Regions from separate parts of the Sus scrofa genome. Here region 2 is linked to region 1. The links are chromatin contacts, called in public Hi-C maps. All regions are on one chromosome and are shown on one strand. The core of a region is the stretch at or near the end of the contact, and the rest is flanking DNA. Distances in the headings are between cores, read along the strand shown.

Region 1 (2,755 bases), core at 81-2,580:
CCTCAGGTCAAACAAACTCTTGGAGATGTTCAGCTGCATGAACCAGAAGGGCCACATTCATCCATTGTTTATAGCTAGTGTCTGTCCTGACTGGTCAGTACCTATGTCTTATCAGTTGTTAAATACTTTGATGTCAGTCTCAGAATGAAGTTGTAGTCTTATAAATGGATGATCCTTGCAAGAGATGGGAACTTGAGCATGACGTAGGGCCAGCAATTTACTTTCCACCAGCCTTGGCTCACCCATGGGGGAAACAGGGATGCTAATACTGCCCAGTCCGCTTCAGAGAGTTACTGTGACGATCGAGTTGTCAGGGTGGATGCAGAAGTTCTCCGTCAATGGTGAGAGACTGTGCACAGGCAAGGAATGATGATAAAAATGATTAATAGTGACCATAACAACGGTGACGGGGAAGGTCAAGGTGATGGCGATAATAACAAATAAAAAAGAAGACAAACTTGGGAACACTGTAGGCGATCCCTTTCTAGTTCGATGGGCTACAAACATTGCTCCCGGGCTCACAATTCACAGGATGCAAGAGTTAGAAGCATATAAACTGGCCACATCCACCCCCGCTGGTTTATGCCATTGTAGCTCCCCGGTTGTTCGCTGGCCCAGGGCTGATAGGCGCTTCCTTTTGTCTGTGGGCATTTGTTCGTGGTTTATTTCAAAGCCTGGCTGGGAAACCCTTCTATTTTGTAATTTGCACCCCCAGGGCCAGCTCTTGAGGTCCGTTTAATGATCTGCTGGGACCTGGAGCTCGCAAGATAGGAAATGTGGAATTGCCCCAGTGGGTTCCTGCACCCCTAATTCAGCTTGGTCTGAGCTGGATTCTCCTGTGCCTTCTTCTCATACATGTTCTAGGATCCCCAAACCCACGCTGCAAGTATCTTGGATGAGCTGTTGGTTGTGGCCAGGAGGAGTCAGTAATTGGCTCTCTTCCTCCTCCCTTCCCCCACCCTGCCCCTACATTTAGGAAAACTCTGGATCTCTGCTGAGTCATATAAGAGGCTTCTGGGTGCCCTTGACAAGAGACCCCACCCTGCCCTTGGAGAAAGTGCCGAAGAGCTCGGTGGAGTCCATTCCAACAGAGCCAGCACCTATTGGCAGAATAATTGGCTCCTATCATTCATTCAGAGCCGTGGCTGGGGGTGGTGGGTGGGTGGGTGGAGAAGTTTAAACCCTGTGGCCTTGAGGGACAAACAGATTCTAGAAAGGTTTCTCTTTGCCTTGGCTAATTGTGAAATAAAACACTTCCTGCAGCAGAGGCCCCTCTCGGCGGCGAGGGCTTGGCGGTGCCTTCACAGAGTGATGGCCTCTGTGGGCCTCTCTTCCGCTTCCCCTCATGCTTGGGGATCAGGTATTAAATGTTACACAGCCTGGAGGGTAGTGGGGAGAAGGGATGAGGGGCCAAGGCCAGGCACTCCTGAAGGGCACTCTATTAGCAGAGAGTGCTCGGGGGTTGGAGGGGGTCCGTGGGGGTCAGGAGGGAGGGGGTGGTTTTGCAATGGCCTTGGTCACAAAAAAGGCCTCAAATTCCACTGTATCCACCATCTATGAGTGCAATCAGGTAGATAGTCACAAAATTCCACGGATGGGATTCAACCATTAAAACATCAAATTCTGTTCAACCGGTTTTGGCGTCAAGGAGCCTCTCTTGACCTCAGAGAGACCCTGGGTATGACAACGCAGCCACCAGACTGATTGTCCCGAGGAGCTGGTTTGGGCTTCCAGGTACTGGAGGAATTTTTCTACCTGGTTGTTCTATTTGACCATCGTGACGGCCCTGTGTGCTCAATACTGTTAGCAGCCCCATTTCATAAATGGGGAAACTGAGGCCCTGTTCAAGGTCACATGGAAAGCAGGGGAGCTGGGGAGTTCCTGTTGTGGCTCAGCGGGTTATAAACCTGACTTGTATCCATGAGGATCTGGGTAACATCCCTGGCCTTGATCAGCCGGTTAAGGATCTGGTGTTTCTATGAGCTGCAGTGTAGGTCCCAGATGAGGCTTGGATCTGGCATCACTGTGGCTGTGGCATAGGCGGGCTGGCAGCTGCAGCTCCAGTTCAACCCCTAGCCTGGGAATCTCCATATGCTGCAGATGTGGCCCTAAAAATAAAAAAAAAAAAACAACAACAACAAAGGAAAAAGAAAGTAGTGGAGCTGGGCTGGCCTCACACGGAAGCATCTTTCCTTCCTCCTGTTTTGAAGGTTAGCACAGCGCATCATCTGATAGCTGACCCTGTACTTACTCATCAGCCACGGGCACCTGGGATCATGTGCCAGGTGGCACCATCCCTTCCCTGGATGGCTACCAAAGATAGTCCTACAGGAGCCTTAGTTTAGGCCTTGGGGAAAATCCTCTAGAATTCCAAAGATGGGCCTTGGTTTAAGTCTTGGTTAAAATCCTCTAGAATTCCCCTCTGAGAGAATCTGAGGTCCCTAATGCCTTGATTGCCCCGGGTGACATCATGTTTAAGTGACATCTGACCTCCCTGAGCTCATTCCTTTGTCCTGGTCACCTCTGCTTCCATCAAAAATAACAGGTGGCTGATAAGCTGGCTCTTGGCGCCCTGGCTCAGACAGTGGACTCTGAATCCACGCTCAGAGCAGGCCTCTCAAGTTCAAAAAAGCCCTCGTGCTCTATATTTTGACAGGTTCAGAAATCCAATCCATTTATTTTGAAAACCCATTAAGCCCAGCCAATATGGGCTATTTAGAAAGCCCAGATTTTTGCTTCTGGTCAGAAGGTCAGG
Region 2 (2,755 bases), core at 76-2,575, 79 kb after region 1:
ACATCTAGGATTCTGGAGATAAAACTTTGGGCATCTTCTCCCTGCAATTATGGAATTTGTCACTTAGTGGGGAAGAAAGACTATACGCAAATTCATAAATGAGAAAGCATCAGAGAGTGATCAGTAGAGTGATGAAAATAAAATAGTGCTGTTAGTGCCTGGCGGGGGGGGGGCGACTTTAGATTGGATGTCCAGGAACTTTCTGAGGCCCCCAGGTATGTTGATCTCATGACGTCGGTGCAGGCCTGAGACTGTGTGCTGCCAACAGTGAATGTGGGAAGGCAAGGAAACACCGACGTGGTGAGAAAAGGTGAGGATACAGAGTCAGAAGACCTGGGTGCAGATCCCATTTCCCATGCTTATGGAGTTGGGTGACCCTAAGCAAGTTATTGAACTCCTGTGACCTTCATTTTCCTTATCTGTGAAATTGGAAGAATACTATTACTCACCTCAGAAGGTTATATTAAGATTAAATAAGATAAAACATATAAAATTCCTGGCACATAGTATGTGCTCAATAAAAGGCAGCTACTGTGTACCACCACAGGTCCATCTGCTCCTAACTGCAATCTTCTGTTGGAATTACTCCAAAGACAAAGCCCAAAAGTACCACTTAGTAGGTAATGAATATAGCCTCTGAGTTGATTTTTGCCCAACAAAACTCTTCTTCTTGAAAAGTAAATTCTCGAGAGAGCTTCTTGTGAACATGAATGCCAGAGTCCAATGAAGATGGCCCCATGGCTCTCTCGTTTAGGCAGCATTCAGATTTGGAAGGACGTTGGCCTAATAACGCTCCCCTATCAAATGGGAGCCTGGCTACGTGCCCCGTCTAAGTCGGTGGGCTGGGAGGGGGGAATTTCTGAGACCCAAAGGGCTGTGAGATGTGCAGAGGGTGAGGCACAAACAGGACACTCCCCTTCTCAGAGCCCCCGGCCCATCCAACTGAAAGGCCCGGCAGCAGCGATAAGCACCGCTCCTGTCTACCGGCCTCCACTCATTTGGGGAACAGGGCCACTTCTTCACAATATAAGCTGAGCTGGTACATAACGAAGAGAAAAAAAAAAAAAAAAGTTGGGCAGGAAGCAGACTTTTCAACCAGTGAAGAAACCGTTAGAATCCATCCCTTTGCCCTGATGCCAAAGCCCAGCCTGCCCCACCCAGCCACACTATCAAGGACACTCAGGCTATCAGAGAGCCTGGGGGTATTTGTCCCTAGTTTATCAGGGACCTGTGGAAACATTCCTCTAACTGACGATAAAGAACTCTTTTTTTCACCGCCCCCCCATTCTACTTCTAGCTGCCTGCCGGAGAGTTCCTCTCATTTTCTTTCAGCAACAGCGGTTCTGGAAAGATATTTTTCAACCTGGACTTGAAGTACCTGGTGGAGAGGCAGGTAAGATGAGTTTTATTCCTTCCTTCAATAAATAATTATTGGGTCCTTACTACGTGCTGGGCTAGGCGCTTGGATTCAATTCCAAGCAGACGGAGCTTGGAGTCCTGGGGGGAGCCAAGCAGCAATTAATAACCACACCAGGTAGACTTACAAATTGTGATCCAAACAGAGAGTGAGCAGAAAAACAACAAGGACCTCCTGTACAGCACAGGGAACTCTATTCCGTATCTTGTAATAACCTATAATGGAAAAGGATCTGAACAAAACCAAACCAAACACTGAATCACTTTGCTGTATACCAGAAGCTAACGCAACACTGTAAATCAACTATACTTAGAGAAATAAAAAAGCAAAAGAAAAAGGAAAAAACAATTTAAAAAATCTAGGAGTGAGGTCATCTAATGGTAGGTCCTAATTTAGTCACAAGAGACGGGGGGAGGGGGGGCTGGAAGGGCAGCGGTGTGGGGGGGAGCTGCTTCCCTGAAGAAGTCACATTTGAGCCAGGAGTGTGTATAATCTTCCAGATTTCGCTCTTGCCCTCCAAGTGGATGTTTTCAAGGTTAAAAAGATGCCTCAGGGTCTGATGCCTGTCTTGTTTCCGATACCAAGTCACGATTACTCGACCCTGCTAAAGGTTAGCATGGAAATGACTTCTTGGAGTGATAGAGAGGCCAGCATAAACCTGCCAGGATCCCCTTCAAGATTCAGTTCGCTTTGCAAAAGTTGCCAGATAAAAGATATTTCCAGATGGAGAGCCACGCAAGAAATACAAATGGAATAGTTTTTAATAGCGCTTCTTTTGCAAGATATGACCCAAGGCGGCCTCCTGCAATGTGATGGGAAGTACTGTAGCTGAAAGCATGAGAGGAGCTGAGCTGGTCCATGAGCATCCTGGGGGCCTTTGGCAAGGGGCTGTGGCCTGAGGGGGGTGTGAGAGATGCTCTACGTACCTGAAAAGCACCCCCACCGCCACTCCTGCCATCACCACCCAAAAGGGAGCCTGTGCCGGCTGCACTCTAAGCCTTGGCTTCTCAGAGGCAGGGCAGAGGTATCCATCTCTATGAGCACTGGGTCCCTTTTAGGAGGTTTTTGTGCATCATCACCAACTGCACCCTTTCCCCATCCTTGGGGCCTGATGGGCTCCTGCAAAGCAGGTCCTCTGTAAGTCAAGGACCGGCACTGCTGTCAGAGGTCCAAGTGGGCAGGGGTTGCCCTGGGGGACCTGAGGAATGTCTCAGAGCTCAGGGGACTGGCTTCACCATAACACTAGGGGTGTTAAATGGGTCGATAGGTGATACCTGAGAAGCCTGTGAGCTGTCTGAGATGACAGGTAAAATTCTGCATGTTGGACAGCTGTGAGCC

The links. A called contact is a pair of places that touch in the nucleus more often than the background predicts.
Region 2: a Hi-C map of fetal liver shows a contact between it and region 1, with 2.0 times the contacts expected there. The contact joins the promoter of LMO2 here to the enhancer-like site in region 1. A contact is called at or near these places in 1 of 5 promoter capture datasets (fetal liver), 8 of 47 Hi-C or Micro-C datasets (alveolar macrophages, blood, epiblast stem cells and 3 more) and 2 of 2 datasets of contacts at active chromatin or transcription factors (alveolar macrophages and skeletal muscle).

The regions. Positions count from the first base shown.
Region 1 is chr2:26,953,166-26,955,920 of Sscrofa11.1, forward strand. LOC110259281 (a long non-coding RNA gene) reads right to left here. Exons shown (of 2, transcript XR_002341526.1): 2 at 203-349. Among named protein-coding and RNA genes, the nearest start is that of CAPRIN1, 79 kb to the left of the region's middle. Within about 2 kb of position 1,331, at least 7 of the 83 cell types and tissues checked have an H3K27ac peak or open chromatin away from gene starts, as enhancers often do. A contact at or near this core is called in alveolar macrophages and fetal liver, where this site is marked.
Region 2 is chr2:27,032,599-27,035,353 of Sscrofa11.1, forward strand. LMO2 (rhombotin-2) reads left to right here and starts at 1,326. Exons shown (of 5, transcript XM_005661026.2): 1 at 1,326-1,393.